Linked DNA regions of Mus musculus: all the other regions are linked to region 6. A link is a contact called in public HiChIP or PLAC-seq and promoter capture Hi-C data. All regions are on one chromosome and are shown on one strand. Each heading gives the region's core, a stretch centred on a gene start, on an enhancer-like site or on the middle of the called end of the contact. The rest is flanking DNA. Distances are from core to core; before and after follow the strand shown. Region 1 holds the start of Efcc1 (EF hand and coiled-coil domain containing 1). Region 2 has its middle 19 kb from the start of Mir6376. Region 3 holds the start of Rpn1 (ribophorin I). Region 4 holds the start of Isy1 (ISY1 splicing factor homolog). Region 5 holds the start of Gata2 (GATA binding protein 2). Region 6 holds the start of Mgll (monoglyceride lipase).

The links. Promoter capture Hi-C pulls out the DNA fragments that hold promoters and counts their contacts. HiChIP or PLAC-seq counts read pairs in DNA pulled down with a chosen protein or histone mark.
Region 1: a contact with region 6 is called in a promoter capture Hi-C map of embryonic stem cells. The contact joins the promoter of Efcc1 here to the promoter of Mgll in region 6. A contact is called at or near these places in 3 of 39 promoter capture datasets (embryonic stem cells, liver and stem cell-derived epiblast-like cells).
Region 2: an H3K4me3 HiChIP or PLAC-seq map of embryonic stem cells shows a contact between it and region 6, with 4 times the contacts expected there. The contact joins the enhancer-like site here to the promoter of Mgll in region 6. A contact is called at or near these places in 5 of 39 promoter capture datasets (embryonic stem cells, hippocampal neurons and stem cell-derived epiblast-like cells) and 1 of 115 datasets of contacts at active chromatin or transcription factors (embryonic stem cells).
Region 3: a contact with region 6 is called in a promoter capture Hi-C map of hippocampal neurons, with 4 times the contacts expected there. The contact joins the promoter of Rpn1 here to the promoter of Mgll in region 6.
Region 4: a contact with region 6 is called in a promoter capture Hi-C map of fetal liver, with 3 times the contacts expected there. The contact joins the promoter of Isy1 here to the promoter of Mgll in region 6. A contact is called at or near these places in 5 of 39 promoter capture datasets (erythroid cells, fetal liver, hippocampal neurons and 2 more).
Region 5: a contact with region 6 is called in a promoter capture Hi-C map of stem cell-derived epiblast-like cells, with 2.3 times the contacts expected there. The contact joins the promoter of Gata2 here to the promoter of Mgll in region 6. A contact is called at or near these places in 4 of 39 promoter capture datasets (cranial neural crest, embryonic stem cells and stem cell-derived epiblast-like cells), 2 of 484 Hi-C or Micro-C datasets (both in embryonic stem cells) and 1 of 115 datasets of contacts at active chromatin or transcription factors (embryonic stem cells).

What each region holds. Positions count from the first base shown.
Region 1 is chr6:87,729,617-87,732,914 of GRCm38.p6, forward strand. Efcc1 (EF hand and coiled-coil domain containing 1) reads left to right here and starts at 1,253. Exons shown (of 8, transcript NM_001159697.1): 1 at 1,253-1,924; 2 at 3,058-3,298. The coding sequence starts at 1,277.
Region 2 is chr6:88,121,409-88,125,140 of GRCm38.p6, forward strand. No RefSeq gene overlaps it. Among named protein-coding and RNA genes, the nearest start is that of Mir6376, 19 kb to the left of the region's middle. Within about 2 kb of position 2,288, at least 50 of the 459 cell types and tissues checked have an H3K27ac peak or open chromatin away from gene starts, as enhancers often do. A contact at or near this core is called in embryonic stem cells, where this site is marked.
Region 3 is chr6:88,082,848-88,086,477 of GRCm38.p6, forward strand. It overlaps Rpn1 (ribophorin I), which reads left to right and starts at 1,626. Exons shown (of 10, transcript NM_133933.4): 1 at 1,626-1,947. The coding sequence starts at 1,684.
Region 4 is chr6:87,836,863-87,840,180 of GRCm38.p6, forward strand. Isy1 (ISY1 splicing factor homolog) reads right to left here and starts at 1,897. Exons shown (of 11, transcript NM_133934.4): 1 at 1,782-1,897. The coding sequence starts at 1,784.
Region 5 is chr6:88,196,964-88,200,781 of GRCm38.p6, forward strand. Gata2 (GATA binding protein 2) reads left to right here and starts at 1,701. Exons shown (of 6, transcript NM_008090.5): 1 at 1,701-1,918; 2 at 2,554-2,826; 3 at 3,256-3,818. The coding sequence starts at 2,598. Gm38708 (a long non-coding RNA gene) reads right to left here and starts at 420. Exons shown (of 4, transcript XR_001785312.2): 1 at 1-420.
Region 6 is chr6:88,722,452-88,725,835 of GRCm38.p6, forward strand. It overlaps Mgll (monoglyceride lipase), which reads left to right and starts at 1,961. Exons shown (of 8, transcript NM_011844.4): 1 at 1,961-2,120; 2 at 3,250-3,384. The coding sequence starts at 3,270. The region is part of intron 2 of Gm26588 (a long non-coding RNA gene); the gene reads right to left.

The sequences.
Region 1 (3,298 bases), core at 3-2,502, 990 kb before region 6:
CCAGTGCACCGATAGCAAAGGGTTCACCATCACCAGAAACAGCAACCAGATGTTCTGTGGCTGCCATTCCTTATGTGCATCCTTGTAGAAAGCATCCAGTAATGTTCTGTGCAGTGTTGTTATTATCACATACCATTCATTAGTCATAACAGTCACAATAACTGCTGTAGCGTGTTTCCTCGTTTATCCCTGTTCCACGATTTGTCCTGCCTGGGCCCCTGCTGAATATCAGCTTCTAGCCATTATAATCAATAATGTGGTCAATGAACATGCTGTGCATGTGGTTTTCCAAGGTAGAAGCCAAGGTATGGTATTGTACATTATTCCGTTAAATTGCCATTGGTTTTATAATTAACATATATATGTACACATGTATATCCAAAATGCTTGGGATGTCTGATTCCTTCCCGAAGTGTGTGGAACAAAGGACAAAGTGCTGGTCGGGGGTGCTATAATGGAGGAAACAAAATGATAATGCTTTTCAACTGGGATTTGTACACAAAACAAGATCTGCTTATCTAATAGTCAAGGGCCGCTGAGTTTGCTCTTCGCTCCAATATGGCTGGGTAAGGTTCCCATGGCAAGCGCCAGACGGAGTCAATACTACATTTCTGTGAAAGAGAGAAGAAAAGCCAGTTAGCTCTCAAGAGCAAGCAGGTCTGCCCAGCATCTTCCAGAATCAAGTTCTAGGGCACCAAAGAAAATAGTGGCCAAACAACTGTTTACCTCATCCCAGCCAGCGGAAGGAGCTCAGGCCAAGCAACCACCTGGAGCCCAAAGGTGGCCGCGGTAGACAACCACTTTCCTCTCACCAAAACTCTAACTTCATCCACGTCCAAGTTTGTTTCCTCCTCGGTTCTAGTTACGAGGAGGGAGGGAGAGCTTAGGAAGCAGTCTGGAGAAGAGGCAGAGAACGGCCGGCCGAGGGCTGGGAATTGCAGAACACAACAGCAGGCGCAGGCGCTCCAGCCTCTGGTGACAATAGCGGAAAGGCCTGGAGAGGGCAAAAGAACTGAGTCAGGAACTGGTTACAGTGATGGGGATGGGGATAGGGATGGGGAGCGATGGGGAGTGCAGGTCAAGGCCATTACTAGAGCGCGTAGCTCCAGCGCCTCCCATCGGGACAAACACAGACGTCCTGCACAGTCCACGCAGCTGCCTGGATACGGTCCCGTGCCTCTCTGGCCTGACCGTGGCCGCCCAGCCCCTCCCTCCGCGGACGCGGGCGGCTGTCTGAAGGCGCCGATCTGCCGAGAGAAACCGCCAGGGTTTGGGCATGGAGAGCTCGGCGGGTGACCCATACCGGCGACCTGCGCGGCGCACTCAGTGGCTGCTGAGTGCCTTGGCTCACCACTACGGGCTGGACCGCGGCGTGGAGAATGAGATCGTGGTGCTGGCTACCGGTCTGGATCAGTATCTGCAGGAGGTTTTCCACCACTTGGACTGCCGGGGAGCGGGCCGCCTACCGCGCGCCGACTTCCGTGCGCTCTGCGCGGTACTGGGGCTGAACGCTGACGGGGAGACGGCCACGGAGGACGCAAACTCCGCGGAGGCGGCCTCCACGAACCCGGCTGCTGGGATGATCGCTGGCGGGGACGCGGACGTCAGGGAAGAGGCGCGCCTGGCTCTGCGAGCCGACCCTCCAGAGCTCACCTTCCGCCAGTTCCACGCGCGCCTCTGCGGCTATTTCAGTAGCCGAGCGGGGCCCCGGCTGCCCCGCGGAGCTCTTAGCGAGCACATCGAGACACAGATCCGCCTCCGCCGCCCGCGCCGCCGCCGCCGGCCTGGCTCACCGAGCCTGCACGGTGGCGCCTATGGCGAGCGGGTGGCACATCTAGAGGAGGAAAACAGTAGCCTACGCGAGCTGGTGGAGGACCTACGGGCTGCGCTGCAGAGCAGTGACGCGCGTTGCCTGGCCCTTCAGGTGCGAGGGATGCCTCGGGTGGAGACAGAGACGCCCCACCGCGGCCCAGCCCCTCCTCAGCTGGTTCTCTCCGTTCCCCATTCCACCCCCTTCATTCCAACTTCCACCCCAATGTATCATTCCTTAAGATCCCAACTTCCTACCCAAGTCCCTTCTAATCCTAGAAGGAACCTGTTTAAGTAGCCAAGTAGTGATGGGTCAGCACACATCCTTCTTCGGGAGGTTTAAGGAAAACAAAGGACTGACTGCCCTTCCCCAAGTCAGCGAAACTTGTTGAATCCCTCACAGCCAGGCCTCTAGCCCAGGTGAGAAAGACAATGATGGCCAGCAATGAGGGCCAGGCTCACTCTGAGCTATTGAGGTGGAGCCATTGAGTGAGCTGGTCTCTGGGATCAGTCAACGAACACTTGAGCCCTCGGTGTTCAGTGTAGCTCAGGTGACCAGCTAAGGGAGAAAAGGGGCCCTTATAGGCGTATAGGAAGAGGACCTGCGTTACATTGGTGTCTCCTGTCTCCTAGTTGCTGCAGAGTACAACTAGGTGTCAAAGTGGCCTTCGTGGTTCATATGTCTGCCAGGAGAGTGTAAGATGGGGCAGAAGGAACCCTGGGAGTGCGTAGAGTAGTGTGTGTGTGTGTGTGTGTGTGTGTGCGCGCGCGTGTGTGTGTGTGTTGCCTGAGACTAGGTCTCTCATTTAAAAGGGTCTCTCCGTCTTTCACGCTCAAGTGCCTACTGGGCACATTGTCCCAGCTTCCTTTATGCTTTGGAACACTGCAGAAAACAAAACAGATCAACCCCGTTTCCAAGGACAGTCCAGAGCACAGATCTCAGAAAGGGCGGAAATTTCAGTCTGCTCTTTAATCTGTGCCTTGAGTCCAGTGAATTAGGAGCAGCGTACACTGGATGCAGGAATTAAGCCTAGAAGGCACGACTTTGGGGGATTACTGTCACCATGCAGAAAAACAGAGGGTGGACTTCCTGTCCCAACTTCCCTCGTGGGGGGTGGGGGTGAGGGGTATTGCATACACTTGCTTTAGCCGCTTGTGCCAGTTGCTCAGTGAGCTAGCTTTGTGGTTGTAAGGGGATGACCCCGTAGACTTCTGCAGTGGTCACTCACTGTGGCTTCCCGCGGACAGGTCGGCCTCTGGAAAAGCCAGTCGGACATCCCAGAAGCGGCGGCGCACGAGCTGCAGCGAGCGCAGGGCGCGCTGGCAGAGGCGGAGGCGCGCGCCCGGCGGCTGCAGCGCGGACAGGTGGAGGTGCGGCTGCGCACCGAGGAGGCTCGGCAGGCGGTGCGACGCAGCTTGCACCGAGTGCGGGAGCTGGAGGCGCTGGCGCGGCGTGTCCCCTGCTTGCAGCGCCAGGTGCAGCGACTGG
Region 2 (3,732 bases), core at 1,038-3,537, 600 kb before region 6:
GCAGAATGCGCCTTCTTTCTCCTCCTCAGCCACATTGTGGCACTGGAGATAGAATCCCAAACCCACAAATGCTGAACTGCACCCAGCCTTGGGGGGCTTATTTAGAAGTAAATCCACTATGGGACTGGTGAGACGCCTCAGTGAGCAAAGGCGCTTGCCGCTAAGTCTGAGGGCTTGAGTTCCACTCCTGGGACCTACGTGGTGGGATCAGAGAACTGATTTCCATAAGTGGTCCTCTGACCTCTACACATGTGCCACCACAGATATGTACAAAATAAATAAATGTAATAATAATAATAATAATAATAATATAAATAATAATAATAAATGCTATTGAGAGCTCAGCTGTCCTGTGAGGCATCTCCTATGTGGGGCACCACTGTGGATTCTTCCAAGTACCAGCCATCTTTCTGAATTTGTTCCCCATAAAGGAAAAGGCTCTGGGAAAGGATGGGGGATGGCCCCCTGAGACTGCAGAACTCACTCCTTCAATGTGATTCTCCTCTCTGAGCCAAGGGGAAGGAAGCTACATTTCCTGAACATCCACCACACACCAGGCACAGCCATCATGCAGCCTGCCTGCAGTTAACCCCCAAGGCCACAAGAGCCAAGCCAGGCCCCTTGGACAGTCCAAGGGACCAGGGCTCTGTGCTGAAGCTGCATGCCCAAAGGCCTGGCTGGGACTGGGGCCAGACTGCCTCAGAGGTGTGAGACTCTAATATTCCCACCGTGCTCCCGTAATAGGAGCAGACCCCTCAGCAGGTGTCTCTCTCCTGGACCCTTCCCAGCTCTTGGGCCCTTTCCCATGTGAGGTCCTGTTTCTCAGCCTGGTTCCTGTGAGCACAAATGTGGTATCCCACTCTCACCCCAGTCTTTCTCTGGGCCTTGTTTCTGATTGGCTGAAGCCATACCTACACTTCAGCAGCTGAAACCTTGGCTGAGACCACCTTAGGTTCATGCACAGTAGTGAGGCCAGTGCACATGGACTTTGCCCATGTCCCCAATAGTGGTATTTTTGGAAACTATAGGATGATGTCACAGAAGATATCATTTAGTATGCCCTAGTTTTATCTGTATCTATCTACCCACCTACCTACTTACCTACCTACTTACACACACAGACACACACACACACACAGTGAGAGTATTACCTACTTACACACGTGCACGCGTGTGCACACACACACACAAGTATTTATGTGTGTCTGTCTGTCTGTGTGTACATTATGCTTAGCTCTAAGCCATTCTGTTATCAATGCAGGATTTCCACCACAGAGAAGATAGCAGCTGGACTCGTGGCCCCTGCTCCTGCCTTCCCACAACCACATTTAACTGGCTCTTCAGTGTTGAATAGCTAAAAGTTTTCCAACAGCCAGGGGAGTTGACATGGCTGTCGCCAAGCAGGCTAATGTGCCCACTGCTGACTAGGATGTCATTTCAGGCTGTCCCTGACTTTCAATAGTTTGTCTTAGGATGTTAAAATGACATGCATCCAGTAAAAAAATTAAATGCTTTGAGTTATGAATTTGGGTTTTTCTCCTGAACGAGCAGTGGTCCTCGATTTTGCTCTCCATGTTGTACAGTGGAAAGTGAATGACGTCCATTGGCCCTTTGATCAGGAGTGGTTCACTGTGGCGTGCTGTACCACTAAGTTATGATGCTCAATTGAAGTTGGGGGTGTCCAGTTCATTGTCACTTTGAATACCTTTTTTTTGGGGGGGGGGGAGTTAGGGACCTTGCCACGATGCCAGGGCCTTAAACTTCTGAGCTCTGGTTACATATACCCCAGCCCCATGATAAAGGTCTTTGATTTGCAATCTTACAGCTTCTCTTGGTCTGGGGACAGTACAGAGAGAGCCACAGTTCTGCTTAGACAATTGCGTGATGTTTGTGAAATTGATGTCACATCAGAGAAACCGCTGTGCTCCTACGCAGTTGTCTGTTTAGCTCTGTGGTGGCTTTTGAAAAGGGGAATCAAGTGCTGTCAGTCTTATGGTCATGTCAGGTCAGGGCATGAACAGACGTTTCAGTGGCAACCCTGCTACTTAGATGGGCCAGGGGACTGGACTGTGAATTTTTAAAGCTCATGGTTTCCCAGAGTGTGGCGAGGTGATCACAGGCGACCCAACATTGGCCTCTAGCCTTTCCAGGCTCAAGCTGGGAGAAGCACGTTGTGCAGGATGGGCGACCCAACTTTGGCCACTAGCTTTTCCATGCTCAGGCTGGGAGAAGCACAGTTTCACGTGTGCAGGATGGGCAGCTGGGAGCAGGAGCAGCTCAAGAAGGACCCCTAGTGGCAGCATCATGTAGTGCTGCTGTCTACCCTGGGGCCCCGGCTCAGGTCCCTGTTCCAGGGAACAGGTCAAAAGTTCTGAGCAGGGTTACCTTTTCCTGGGGACAACAGCCTGCAAGGCTTATGTTTCTTGGCAGCCTGCTGTCTGCAAGTGTCTTCCTGATTTCTGCCATTCCTGGGTGGTCGTTCCCTACACCGAGTTTCTCTGGAGGGTCCTGACCCTGCCTCCTCCCACATTCCCCATAGACCACCCTCAAACAGGCAGCCTGGCTACGCCTACTTCATCTCCCCGGGAATCCCTGGGCCACACATCCTGATGGGTCTTAGAACTCCAGGCTTCCTTGCCGCCCAGAAACCGCCCCTTTCTTGCTCAGTTGATGGCACCGCCTCTCCCATCAGCTTTTCTGCACACAGCTTCTACCTTCGCCCTCATGGGGGCAGCCACTGCTCAGGAAAAAGACTCTGCTGCAGACCTGGCGTTCCCTGTCCAGGCCAGCCTCAGGCCCCTGATCAGTAGTCAGGGGTGTGGTTCTACAAAGAGACTTTTACCTGACTCCACTTCCTTCTGTTCGCTGGCTCTGAGAGTCTGCAGGGCCAGTAAGCAGAACCACAGCCCCTTTTGGGGACCAGGAACCCCTGTTTGGCAAAGGGACTTAGAAAGCTCTGAGATCAGTCCCAGCCCTTCCCTCTAAGAGACAGAGAGCCTTCTAACAGGCTAAACAGTGGAGACCAAGACAAACTGCATCCAGATCAGTGGTGCTGCCTAGAAAGTGTAATAGCCTCATAGGTTAGCTCACGAAGCACGCACGGGTGAGACCTTGGCTTCCGCTCCTAGCATCACACTGCCCCCAGAAGTATGTGCAGTGACTTTGACAGGAACTCAAGGGCAAGAGAGAATCCAAACCCAAGTCCTTCTGAAAGTAAAGCTATATCTCTCATGAGTCATCTCAGACCGATCCCCTAACTCTCCCTCCCTGGGACCTCACAGTGCTAGAGGGAAGCCATGGCTTCCCCACCCCCACCTTATGCTCCACCTGCTTCCCAGCATGCCCTGCTCCCCATGCACAAGGCTGCCCAGCAGCCCCTTGAAGCTACACAGCCATCCTGAGAGCCCGAAGGTAAATTCTTTCCACATTCATTCGTCCACACCTACTCTGAACTGTCCTGAGCACGTGAGGCACTGCAGAGAATGTAGCAACAGCCATCTTTGTTTGCCAGAAGAGAAGTGACATGGAAAAGCCAGGGCAGCCATCAAGTAGATGGGAGACAGCCTTACAGTTTCTTGTTATGGAAACCGAGGAAAAATTATGCACCGGCTTCTGATGCCCCAAGTGCGCCCTGCCCTGCTCTGCCACTATGCTTGTAACCTGGAACAATTGGAGAGGTTCCAAAATGTCCCCCCCTCTGAGACGGACATGGTTAGGTCTGCTTTCCACGAC
Region 3 (3,630 bases), core at 376-2,875, 640 kb before region 6:
TTCTTTCCTTAGCCTCCTAAATACTGAAGCATTACAGGCATGTACCACTACTACAACCAGATAGCATTAAAAAAAGATTTATTTTTAAATTTATATTTATGTGTGTGTATGTGAGAGAGAAAGAGATACAGAGAGACAGATAAAGACAGAGACAGAGAGGAACAGAAGGAAGAACATCTGTGTATGGATGTTTGTGGAGGTTAGAGGGCATCAGATCCTTGCCTGACAGGCAGTTGTGAGCCTGGGAACCGGAAGAATTCAAGTCCTTTGAGAGAGCAGCAAATCCTCCTAACCACTAAGCTGTCTCTGCATACATAATGTATGTACTCGCGTGCAAACAGTAAGTAGTTTTGTTTTCTGGGCCATATAGTCTGGTTTGCAACTACACTACTGTTACTGTTGTACTGTGAAAGCAATCATAAGCTACGGACAAATGAACGTAGCTATGTTCCAATAAAACTTTATAGACACAGATAGATTGTTGGCCTGCAGGTGCTAATTTCCTGACTTCTGCTTTGTAGGGAGGAGCATGGCCAGCCCTCCATTCTCTCTTCTCATTGGCTGGTATCAATGTTTGAATATTTCCATCTCCTCCCAAAATTTACCTTCGAATTACATCCTTCAAGCAACAACATTGGGACGCATTCTCATTTGGGGAGTGGAGACTGTACACAACCATTGTGCAGGGGGCTTGGAGATTTTATAGGGTTGAAAAAAGGGAACTTTAGGGGAGCAAAGTTTTATCTGTAGATTTTTTCATATATATATATATACATATATACATACATATATATATGTATATATGTATATATATATATATATATATATATATATATATATATGGTTTCAAGGCCCAAAAAATGCCATTGGATGTTTTCGTCACTAAGCTGGCTTTCTTGTCAGGTGTATCAGTACACTGACTACAGTTTCTCTGCTCACTTGAAGTTCATTGTTTTTGGTCATTAATTCTTCAGTGTGACTTTGGGAGATGATAGCACTAGAGGAATCCATCTGCAAGATGCCTTTGTAAAAGGGCTTGCCTCAGAGAGACCCTTTCCTGCCTTTCTGTCATATGACGATATGCAATGCCTTCCTTAGAAGGCATGCAATGTCAAAGTGCCACCTTGGTAGTAAATAGCAGCCCTCACCAGACAGCTAGTCCTGCCAGTGACTTCGCCTTGGACTCCTACAACTGTGATAAATGTCAACAGGTATCTGAGGTTAATATCATCAACCTTGGTTAGTTGCTTAAGGTTTCTGCCATCACTCACATTAATGGTTGAACTAAATATTAGAGGAGAGACTTGAGTTTCTGGAAATTTCCCATTTTCCTTTAAACTTTTGCCCACTTAGCATTCGTATCACTATAGAGAAGGCAAAGTTAGTTCCTTAGACTAAGCTATAGTATACTGTTTTTGAGCTGAGAGGCCAGAGTTATTTTGCATAAGCATGAAGGAAACAGACAGGATATAAGGAAATCAGGGGTGAATACGGCTATTAAGCGCCCCAAGAAGTACGCCTGCACTTTAAGATTTTCAATCAGGCGCCCCACGATCGCCCGGTTGCCCTGGAGACGGGGTCCTTTCTGACCGGGCCCAGCCATCTTGTGGTGCTGTTGGCCAATCAGCGGTTGCGCCGTGGCGGGGGGGCGGGGCGCGTGTCGGTGGCGCTCAGCTCGCGGTCATGGAGTCGCCGGTCGCCTTGCTGTTGCTGCTGCTGCTATGTCTCGGGGCCTTGGCCCCGACGCCCGGCAGCGCCTCCTCGGAGGCTCCGCCGCTGGTCAACGAGGACGTGAAGCGCACGGTGGACCTGAGCAGCCACCTAGCCAAGGTGACGGCTGAGGTGGTCCTGGTACACCCGGGCGGCGGCTCCACATCACGAGCCAGCTCTTTCGTTCTGGCCCTGGAGCCAGAACTGGAGTCGCGGCTTGCGCACCTAGGCGTGCAGGTGAGCGGAGGGAGGAGCCGGCGAACCTCACGCGGGATGCCTGAGGCGATCGGGGATCCCTGGGGAGGGGCGGGGAGGTTGAGGGCGTTAGGGATCCTCCAGGTGTCTGGTTGTCTGAAAGGCAGGTGTTGGAGGGGGACAGCGGAGAGGTTGGGGTCCGCCGTCTCTCTTGTCCGCGTGTCCTCTCGGACACGTCAGCACAAGCTTCCGAGCGTGGGGCACCGCCCACGTGGCTGCTCTGGAGCCCAAGGCGACCCCTTGGTCCCCTGGCGACCTCCTTCCGCACCCCAAGAGGATCTTGGCTGTGGCCGGGTGCGGTACTTCGGGTACCCAGCTTCTTTTCTGTCCCCTGGACTTGCTCGTCTAGTGGAGGACTATCAGTGAGTTAAGACAATTTATTTCCTGAATGCAATTGACTGGTGTAGTCTGTTCTCTCCAGACAGCAGCGTTCAGAAATACAGCAGGTTTCTGGTATTAAAGTTTGTCATTCCTCGCACCCGGTTAATGTAACACTCCTCTGAAAGCTGCTGCTTAACGCTTTCTTAATGTTCAGACTAATTGAAGAGTCAGCCCCTTATGCTGTACAGAAAGGTGAAGCCCAGGTCTGTTCCTCCCCACCGTCTCTCATTGGAACACTTCAGCATTTAGCCTTCTGTACTTTTCATTGAATACACTTTTATACCTTTCAAGGAAAGAAATCGCTGGCTTTGGGAATAGAGGGAATATCCACACAGGTTAATTTTTATTACTGTTCTCATTAACTATATTCATTAAGTGATTACCCAATTTACTAGGAGACTAAGCACACCACATTCTTTTTAACTGTATGGAGCTATAAAGCTGGACTTATAATAGTCACTGAAGTGACTCCTGTCCCCTTTACATTGAAGCCTTGTTCATGCTCAGCATGGCTTTCCTCAAATATTTCTGGAAAGACATTCATGACTTCATTGGATGCTCAGTCCTGTTTTGTGAAAATCAGTCATGACTTAATGAAGTCATAGTATAATCAGATCACAGCAGAGGCTTACCACCCTGCTGCTGTCCTGGTGGGAATTGCATACAAGTTGGGTCCCTCTACATGGCTCAGAGCATCCAAGTTCAATTCCACAGCCATCGGTAACTCCAGTTTCAGGGTGCACAGACCCACTTGCAAGCAAAACACCCATGTACATTAAAAGAAAAATTAGGAAAAGAAAAGGCTGTGGCAGGTATTTTAAGAACATTCCCCACCCTATAGCAACCTTTTGAGGCATAGGAATTCTTACATGACTGTGGAAGTATCTGGCTTTGGAGCTTATTAACCCCCCTCCCCCAAATGAAGGTCTGACTTGTCCCATACCCTTGGGTGTATTTGCATTATTGCTACCTTGCTTTCTGGCCTTGACATGAAATTAGGACTTGTGTTTCAGCTCTGCAGTCATGTTACTGACTTACAGTAACTTGTGTTAACTCTGGAGGAAGACGAGTTTATACTCCTTACCTAGGTGAGAAGCAACTGGGTGATAAAGAGGATAAGAAAGGGCACACATTGCCTTGGAAACTTAGGCGAGGTGGACGGAGTACAGGAACCTTTAAGGAGCTAGCAGGACAGTAGGATTATGTAGTTTGAACCATCCTTTTCTCTTACACTGTTTGAGACAGGGTGTTGCTGTGTTGTCCCTGGACTGTTTTGGAACCTAG
Region 4 (3,318 bases), core at 647-3,146, 890 kb before region 6:
ATCTTTGGGATTAAAGGCATGTGCCGCTGCCATCACCAGGCTGGTTTTTATTTTTTAAAATCATACACATGTGCAGAATGTACTGTGATCATATCTATTAACCTCTCTGACCCCTCTCTCACTCCTGATACGATAACGTATGCACCACCATACACCACTCTAACCAGAAAACAGCCTAGTTGTCTGTCTGCTGCCAGTGGCTATCAGAGGAGAGCATCAAGACTGGCTTTTGCAAAGTGATGTTCATTTAAGTGCTGCCGCAGCAGTGTTAAGTCAATGGTCCCTAAATGTTACACAGGATCAGGAAGAGAACAGTTTTTTTCAGTTGGATTGTGAACTACACAGAAAGCGCACCTGCTGAATTTGGAACTAGAGATTTTGCTCCTAGCTCTTCCTCTCACCATCACTGAGACGTGGTCTCACCAAAATCTAAGTTTCCCTTCACAGCACATATTGTAGCTTTTATCTTGCAACGTTATGATGACTTACTCAGATAAACGCATGAAGTCAAGCAGAAACAGACACACAGTCTAGAGAGTCAGCAAGATGAGTTTAATTTAACTTGCCCTTCAGATTGCCCCTTCCAATCAACTCTGAAAGGAACCTGGCCAGTGGAAGGTGGATATATGAACATGACATCAATACAGGACACACCCTCCTTCAGAAGTAGCTGTTCAAGACCACTGTTTCCTCTCCTTTTTAGGTTTCTGTTCTCAACAGTCTGTAGTGTCCAAAACATCCTCTGTAAGCATTCCATGGCTTCCTTAAATGTTTATGCATCTGTTTTATTTAACAGGAGTATGTATCTGTTTGCCCCTATGTATGTGTAAATACCACCCCGCCCAAAGTGTATTAATGTTTTTTTTCTACTTAGTATTATAAAGCACAGACTGACAAGAAGGCCTATATATTTGAATGTGTCCATATTTTGCACGTGGTTATGCATATACTTACACCTGATCCTTAAACATAATTTGGTATATGCATATAGATAAATATCTACCAAAATGGGCTGGTTTTGTAGATAAGACTATACAGATTTCAAAGACATCAATAAATCTCAGAAGTATGAAAGCCACTCCGTATACTTTTAAGGGGATTTTTACCTTTAATTTTTTAATATTTTTTGTATGTGTATGAGTGCTTTGCATGTATGCATGTAAGTGCACCACATGAGTGTCTAGTGTCACTTAACAAGTGGGTGTTGGATCCCCTAAAACTAGAGTTTTGGATGATTGTAAGCAACCATGTGGGTGCTGGGAACCAAAGTGAAGTGGTTTTTGATCACTGGGCCATCTCTCGAGGTCCACGGACACTTTACTTTGAAATTACTACAGTAACTGCGCCTCTTTGAACCAACACTGTGTCTGATCTCATACTTCCATATTAAACGCTTCTTGAGTGAATGAAACCGAGAATCACAACCTCTCAACAGATCAGCCCATCCTATTCATTCACTCACGGTTATGTCACACACGTCTAGAGAATGTCAGATTCTGTCCTCGGTTTCAGGCAAGCAAAGGCGTGGAGACCCTGCCCTTTAAAAGGTCCTATCCGTGGAACCTGAGAACGCCCGGGCCGTTCAGTCTCTACGCATAATGTGCTTCACCCAGACTGAACCACCAAGACGCAATACAGCTCCCAAACTCAGTTTTCTTGCCATTTCTTACAGCTACGCCAGGTGGGAAAAGAATCCCGGCATAGGCCAGGGAGCCCGAGGCCGCACACTGGCCCAGACCTCGGGTCCCCCGTGAGCCCCATCCCTTCCCCAACGCACTCACCATGGTGCCGGCGAGGGCGCCCTGGCGCCGCTCTGCAACGCAACGTGCTCAGGCGCCCGGAACAAGGCAGGCAGACGCGGGAACGGAAAACAGCGGACAGTCTGGTCTTTTTGTCGGAAGACTAAATGGAAAGGACCGGAAATTAAGGACCGGAAGCGAGGGAGGGAGGACGAGGGAGGGGAGAGAATTGCAGTGGAGCTTCGGTAGGCGGCTTCCCGCCGACGCGTGTCCAGTGCGTCATCCCGCGCCTAAGTCAGCAAGACTACGCTTGCGCGGCAGGAATGTGTGCGTCATTTGTCGTTTGGTTTCGTTCTGCTGGTAACTGCGGTCAAAGATTCGCCTGCCTCTGCCCTTCCTGAGTCTTCTATGACAGCAGATGACCTTTTTGAAAATGACTGCACCTCTCTGAATGCACTGAGTGTTCATAGCCCCTAGGGACCCTGCGTGGAGTTCTGTCACCTGCCTGGACCCGCCAGGCGCAGGCACTGGGGCAAACCATAGCCATTGGGGCGAACCTGTCTTCCTGGGAGGCTTCTTCACCGCTGCCTGCCATTTACCTGGAGCTGAACAGTGACTGAGACTATGATCGTCCTCCTTTTAAGAAACGTGTATAATTATCATTATTCTTTATTAAAGGTGGCTGTTTCCATGAAACTGACAGATGTGATCGTGAAAGAAACATTTAAGCCAAGGAATCAGCTCTCTCTCCACACATTCCCAGAAGGCAGAGACCACATCTTTTAAAATACAGAGATGCGGTGGTGGCGAACGCCTTTAATCCTAGCACTCAGGAGGCAGTGGCAGGCGGATTTCTGAGTTCGAGGCCAGCCTGGTCTACAAAGTGAGTTCCAGGACAGCCAGGGCTACACAGAGAAACCCTGTCTCGAAAAAACAAATTAATTAATTAATTAAAATAAAATACAGAGATAAGGCCAGGCTTGTTGGCTAATGCCTTCAATCCCAGCATTTTGATGGCAAAAGAGGCCAGTTTCTGTGAACTGGTGGACACCCTGGTCTTCATAGAGAGGAAATCCAGGCGAGCCGGGGGTGCATAGTGAGAACTTGCCTCAAAAACTAAAGAAAAAGGCAGCTTGGATCCCAAGACTCAGAAGGCAGGCATATCTTTGAAGTTTGAAGCTAGTCTACAAAGTTAAGTTCCAGGATAGCCACACGAAACGACTCGAAAAACAAAAACGTAATGAGAAGAAAATGAAATACGGAGTAAGGTCCAGAGAAGAAAAAGCTACCTGGAGCAAGTGGGAAGTTAGAGACTACGTGAGTCACTTAGCAGAGATGGATTCTGGAAATGGTGGTGGGCTCTCCCACTGAGTCAACACTAAGGAGAGTACCCTGTCATAGTCCATGCAAGAATGTTACCACCGTGCATATAAGACCAAATTAGAGTCCCTTATTAGTTGGCAACTAGTGGGCAGGCTCTTGTCCCAAAGCACACTGCATCAAAGCTCAGGTATACGGCATTTATTGAGCTAAAAACCAGTGACATTTGCAGTCAGATGTAGGTGACAGGAACCAGAAT
Region 5 (3,818 bases), core at 451-2,950, 530 kb before region 6:
TCTGGCTGGCACTGAGACCACCCACCTGCCCAGCCGACCCCGAGGCACTGCGGTCTCGCGCCCCTCTAGCCCCTGGATCCCTCTTGCTAGACCTCCCGCCTCGGCTGGGCGCGGACTCCCGAGCCTCCTGGGCCCCTGATGGCTCTGGAGCACAGAGGCGCGGGGAATACAGCGGACAGCAGGACCCCCCCCCCCCCGCGCCAGGGAGCAAGAGGCGCGGGTTTCCGGTCCAGTGGAGTTCTGCACCCCGGGCCCCAGGCCTTTACCTGTTCCAGGGCCTCGGACAGACAGATGGACGCCAGCCGCAGAGGCCAGAGGAGGCCCTGCCGTGCGCGCGCCCCCTCAGCGCTGTCCGCAGAGGACCTGGGAGGGGGTGACGGGGGCGCGCCCGAGAAGCTGAGCCCTCCTGGCTGGGCGCCCCCCGAGCCGAGGGGACCGAGGGCTTTCCACCCTCCTTGGATTATTAAAAAGTTCATTTCCTGGCGAATCGGGTGACGTCAGGGGCCCGGCGTCGCGGTGGCGGGGCCGCCGGGCCGGAGAAGCCGCCTCCAGTTACCCAATTACGGACTGTCAATCCTGCCGCCCCTCCCCCATCCTTGGGGGCGGCGGGGACCCCAGCCTTTCCCCAGCTCGGGACCAACCTGGGACTCCTCTGGAATTATTCTTTAGGGGTTTCGGTCCCTGCAAAGATAGAGGAGCTATGTGGAGGGCTCCAAGCTTGGCCAATCCATCGCACCTGTCTAGATTCCCCTAAAAGTCTTGGACTCACAAGCTTCTTTCTGGACTCTTGGAGTTTAGGTCTCCCATCTATAGCCAGGGAGGGAGCTAGGTTTGTATACTCGCCACTGAACTCACTTGTCTCTCCAGAATGGAGGTGTTGTGGAGAAAAACTCCAGGTGACTTTGGGGAAAAAGTGCTCACAACATTGCTTCCCTCTCCCTAAAGACCGTCTCGGGGACCCTTAGAAAGAAAAAATATATATGGTTAATACCCCGGGAGTCTCCCTTCAGCCGACTCTGGCGCCAGTTTCCCGCTCCACGGCCTCGCCCCAGGCAGTTCAGCCTGGTGGTCTACTAAGGCCCCGCCCGGAGCCCTTCCCCCTCCCTGGGCCACTGGCTTGACCGCGACCATTATTGGTCTAGCACAGCCTCAAGTGTCTTAGTGCTCAAAGTTCGGGTGCCCTAGAGAAGTCCACAATCCCTAGACTCATGTTGTCCAGCGGATCCTACCAGCCTCTTGCACAGCTATCCCTGATAGAAGGACAGAGAGTTTGGGGAGTCAGTTGGATTTGGGCTGGCCGTCGTCCGTAGCAGTGGAGGTGGGGCTCCGCCCGAGAGTAGAAAGCTGTGGTCCCAGCAGAGAGATACCCAGAAGGTGCACGTCTCGGCTCCTGGGAAGTCAGGGACCCTATTCGTGCCTAGTTGCTGGGAGGGCAGAGGTTGGAAGACCTGAGCGTCTGCCGGAGGGGTGCAGGGTCTGCCCACGGCGAAGGTCCCCTGGGGGGGGGGGGCGTTGGCATCAGAGGCCGCAGAGAGGGCGCTGGTAGGGGGCCAGGCAGCCTAGGAGGCCAGCTTGCGGGTCATTCCCGAAGTCCAGCGGCCAAAGCGGCGGGAGCAGCCAATGGGGGGGCGGAGGCTGGGCGGCGCGCGGCGCTGATTGGCTGGCGCCGGCTTCATAGGCGTGCGCGGCCCCCGCTTCACGTCTGTGCAGGAGTCGGCAGCTGGCGCCAGGGCGGCCGGAGGATGCAGAGGGGCCGGAGCCGGGCGGGCCGGAGGCCGAGACGCGCGCTGTCCCCCACCCCTATCCCGTGAATCCGCCGGCCCTGGAACGCGCTGTCGCTGGGCCCGCCGTACCCGGGCTCTCCTGGTGTCTCTTACTCTCTACTGCTGAGCCCTCCCCTTCCCGCGCCGCTGCGAGTGTAAGTTTGAGGTTCAGGGGGCTTGTGGACATTCCTAGGTTGGAGGGATCTCTGTGGAGCTCAGACCAGGATCTCCTGTGGGCGATTACGTTCTTATGCTTTGGGGAGAGGTTGGCTGACTGCTAGAGAGTGCATTGGGGACCGGCTCGCAGCCCCAGGAACTGCGGGTGCGTTTTTTGGGGTGGCCCGGGGTGTTGGGGGTTAGTTTGTGTATATATTGTCAAAGTGTTACGGGGGCGTGGGAGAGCGTGTGCCCCAGAGTGGATGTCTAGGCAACTGTCTCTAACTTTTAGTCAGAGTTTATGTGTTTGTGTGCCCAGAGGACAGGGGCACGGTGTGAGAACCTGATTTCAGTTCCGCGTGCGTTTTGGGGGGGTCACCGATGTCAGGACCTATCCGTGTGTGTGACCTCGTGTATGTGGAGTTGCGTCTGTGGGAACGCGAGTTTCCCTGCAAGTGTATGAGGCTGAACCCCTTCCTTCACCTTCCTTTCGTTTTAAACCTTGCGCTTTCCTTCCACCCGGGACTGGTCCTCAGTGAAGCTCCGATGGAACGTCTTTGCTCTCAAGACACAGACTTTGGGAATGGGGGTGTCAGAAGGCGGCAGTGTCCTTCACATTCCCTCTGTTATCCAGGGCCGCCCCACCTTCGCCTGGTTCCCAAGACACAGTAGTGGACCATGGAGGTGGCGCCTGAGCAGCCTCGCTGGATGGCGCACCCCGCCGTATTGAATGCGCAGCACCCCGACTCGCACCATCCGGGCCTGGCGCATAACTACATGGAGCCAGCACAGCTGCTGCCTCCCGACGAGGTGGATGTCTTCTTCAACCATCTCGACTCGCAGGGCAACCCTTACTACGCCAACCCGGCCCACGCGCGCGCGCGCGTTTCCTACAGCCCGGCGCATGGTGAGCTTTGGCCCCCGAGGTTTCTGGAAGCCTGGCGCCCGGGCCAGGCCTTGGAGGGGGGACGGCCTGTTGCTGCTTCCCGGATGTGGGATCCACAGGAATCTGAGCAGCTGCGAAATCGGGCCTAAGAAGATGGAGGCAGGGACTTCTTAGGGAGGGTCTGGGACCTGTAGGGTTTCGGTCCATTTCCAAGTGTCTTGGCGGGGGTGGGGGTGGGGGAATCCTTCTGGGCCCTGTCCGGTGGGGCTGCTGTGTCACTTGTCCTTCGGCCTTTCACTGACATTGCTGATGATTACAGGCTGAGGTGTTACGTTTCTGATGTTTTAAAGGGTGGGGCTGCTGATGGTAGTTCGCTGAGTTGTGATCCTGTGTGCCCGGGTCATGGCTCTGAAGCCCCTGGTCATCCTCACCCCCTTTCCCTCTGCACAGCCCGTCTCACCGGAGGCCAGATGTGCCGACCACACTTGTTGCACAGCCCAGGCTTGCCGTGGCTGGACGGGGGCAAAGCAGCTCTCTCTGCCGCCGCTGCCCATCACCACAGTCCCTGGACCGTCAGCCCGTTCTCCAAGACCCCGCTGCACCCCTCAGCTGCTGGAGCACCCGGAGGGCCTCTGTCTGTTTACCCAGGGGCTGCGGGTGGGAGCGGGGGAGGCAGTGGGAGCTCCGTGGCCTCCCTCACCCCCACTGCAGCCCACTCGGGCTCCCATCTCTTCGGCTTCCCACCCACGCCACCCAAAGAAGTGTCTCCAGACCCCAGCACAACAGGAGCTGCTTCCCCGGCCTCTTCTTCTGCAGGGGGTAGTGTAGCCCGGGGTGAGGACAAGGATGGCGTCAAGTACCAAGTGTCACTCTCCGAGAGCATGAAGATGGAAGGCGGCAGTCCCCTGCGCCCGGGCCTAGCTACCATGGGCACCCAGCCTGCAACACACCACCCGATACCCACCTATCCCTCCTATGTGCCCGCCGCAGCTCATGACTATGGCAGCAGTCTC
Region 6 (3,384 bases), core at 711-3,210:
CTGAAGAGCCAGACTACAGGAATCACACAAGGCTCTACTCTCTTAACTCTCTCTCTGATCAAGCGGGAGCAACTCTAGATTCAGGGGAGACTCTGTTGACAGCTCAAGGGACCGTTCTTCTCAAAACTCTCAAACCATTGAAAGTCACAAAACACCAGTGCTAGGAACATTCAAACCCGTGGCTTCAGGACCCTGCTACCCTTGCTCTCAGTAAACCACAGCTGAAGTGAATAGTAAGGATACTGTTAAGGCCCAGTCCAGCTTTGAGAACAGGCTCCCAGTCCTTCGCCTGAGCTTGCTTACCCTAATCCTGACCTGCCAGGAAATACAAAATCAACTCCAAGAAGTCATTTAGCCACTCCTTCTGTGTCCAAGCCCTGGAGACCTGCCTAAGGCAGAGGGTGAGCTAGGTCCTTCTGCATGGCCTGCAACCAATCTGTCTTTCAGAGACCCCTTTTACCATTCAAGTCAAGTTAGATTGCAGCCTCACCTTAGGTGGACACTACCACTGTGCTGCCCTGACAATGATACTATTCAACCCTGCTATTTTGCAAAGTGGTTGGCCAAGAAGAAAGCCCTGGAAAGCCTGAGGAGATGGGTGTGGGTTGGGGTCATCCTTCCTCTGCAGCTGTCACTCACAGGTGGCAGGCATAGGACACAGTGGACAGGCTGTAAATTTAGTGCTGGATTCCAGACTCCACAGCCACATAGGCAGCTGTGCTAGTGGGACCTGGATCCTGGGGCACCTAGGGGAAATGGTTTCATGCAGTGTGTGTGTGTGTGTGTGTGTGTGTGTTTGCTTGCAGTATGTCTGCTTCCTTCTCAGAGCTCTAAGCGCTTGTGCGTGAATGTCACGCATCTTTAGCTCTCTGGGTGTATATGGTGTGTTGTTTTTCTCTGTTGTGAACAAAAACATGGGGAAAGGAGCTACTTCTGCTGCTGAGGCGGAAAACTAAAGGGAAGCTGTGTCTGCTGAGATTAGCTGGCTGATTAAAGTTTCAGTACTATGGAGAGGTTGGAATGTTCCAGGTCCAGAGGCAAATTACTTTATTTTGGGCTAAGTTCGGGCCCTCAGGAACAGCCATTTCTTTCTTGCCCCTCTTTGTTAGAACTAACTTCTTGAGGCAATAGATGAACACTGTTTAACTATTGATTTAACACGATAGTTAGCTTCTACAAATCCAAAAGTTAGCAATGCTATCAGATAGCATTTTGAGCCTATAGGAACACTTTCCCATTTCACTGTTACCTGACTCTCTGTTGTACCCACCAATGTATTTTAAACTTGCCTTGATATACGGCTTTATCTGTTCTGTAAAACTATTTTAAAAACAAAACAAAACAAAACAAAAACCAAAAAAACCCAAAAAACTTCCCGAAACTGCTTTCACATAGGAACATGGAATTAGGGGTAACTTAAATCTGTGTTTCCAGCTCATGGTCATTCAAAATGGCTCCAGAATAATCTTTTCCCCTGTAAGATGAGAGCTGTGGTTTCTGCGCTGACACTCACTGTGTGTGTGGTGTGTTGTTTTTATCTGTGTGCATGGTGTCTAGGGCGTGTGCGTCCATGCTGTGTGTTTGTATTCATGTAGTAACTGTGACATTCACTTGTACCTCTGTGTGTAGTTTGTATCTGGGGAAGGGTCCTGAGGATGTGTCCTTGTGGGTGTGCCTACACCTGTGCTATCTGAATGTGGGTCTCGCACGTGTGCAACTGTAAACATGTGCATGCAGTTCTAGTGAGCGTGTTTCTGCTCCGGGGACCAGTGTGAGGGTCTGTGTTCTCGACTGTGCGCATGGGCTGGAAGGGCCCCATAATTCGGTTCAGTGCCCCGTGAAGGTCCCCCACGCGGCCAGGAAAAGCGCGAGGCAGGTCGGCGGGCGATGCCCCGCTCCTCCCCGGGGGCCGGGCACACGTGGGGCCCCGGCGCCGCCTCCCCGCGCGTCCCCACCCAGCGGGCCGCCCCCGCCGCCGAGCGGCTGGGGATAAAGTGGCGGCGCAGACGCCGCGCCCTATCGCTGCGCAGCCGGCCGCGCGCAGTAGTCTGGCTCTAGCCCGCCGCAGACCCGGACCCGCGTGGTGCTCGGGGAACGTGACAGCGGCGCTCGTGGCCCGGGTAACTGCCTCCCGCCCCTGCCTCAGGATAGGAGCCGCCGCCAGGGGTCCCCTGCGCGCGTGTGCGTGCGCACGAGTGTGCGCGCGTGTCAGCGTGTGCGCGTGAACGCGCCCCTCGCGCCCTCGCACCAACCCCCAAACAGACTTGTGCCCGTCAACTGCATCTTCCCAGACCGGTGTGGGAACAACGGCCAGGTCCACGTCCTGTGTGGCGTGCCGATGACAGCCGCGAGGTTTCCTTCCCTAAGCGGTCGCGGGCGGGCAAGAGGCAAAGTTTGTCGGAGAATCGGGGTGACTTTGCTCGGGGACCCGCATCTGCGCGAATGCGCGGTGCCGCGGAGCGCGTCTCGCAGCAGCTCCGGGCTGGGGACCGGCTGTCCCTCGCTCCCGGAACCCCTTCAGGGGTGTGTTCTGGAAAAGTGGCGACATGAGCTAGAGCTGGAGCAGCAGGAGGGAGCAACTCGCACCCCTGCAGCCCAGGCGGGGAGGGCGCGGACCCCGTGGTGCTGCCCTGCGGCCGCGATGAGGGAACAGCCCTCGTTTGCCTGGCGCTGATACTCGAGGCTGTGGCGGTAGTGGAATGCAAAAGCCAAGACTAATGGAAACAGGTTTGTCATGGCATCTTTGGCATTCAGAAGGGAAAAATCGCTTGGGGCGCGTCACCTACTTATTATGCCCCCTGAAACCCGCACAGTGGAGATTTTAGGAGAGATGGGTCCTTGCAGCTGGGGCTTTGTACCCACGGAACTGACTGTAATTTCCGCTTGATTACAGCTAAAATAGTCTTTAAGATGAAGTTTCCTGAGATGATTTAAAATAAACACAGATGGGAGGGGGGCTATACTGAGGCACTTTAAAAAAATAAAGTGAGCATTTTCTTAAGGACAAACAGGACTTTTCAATCTTGAAGGGGTTTGCAAGAGATGTATGTAATTTTAAAATATATATATCAAATTGGGGTTTGGTGGGGTTTTTTTTGTTTGTTTGTTTTGTTTTTTGTTTTTTGTTTTTTGTTTAATTGCCTAGAAAAGAAGCCACAGCCACAGTCCTGACTCAAAAAAGGCTTTCTTTCCTCCCATATGGACATAAGTGTATTTCTGACTTTAGAATATGTCCACCTTTCTTCCAAGGGCCTAAAGACCCCTGCAGGATGCCTGAGGCAAGTTCACCCAGGCGAACTCCACAGAATGTTCCCTACCAGGACCTGCCTCACCTGGTCAATGCAGACGGACAGTACCTCTTTTGTAGATACTGGAAGCCCAGTG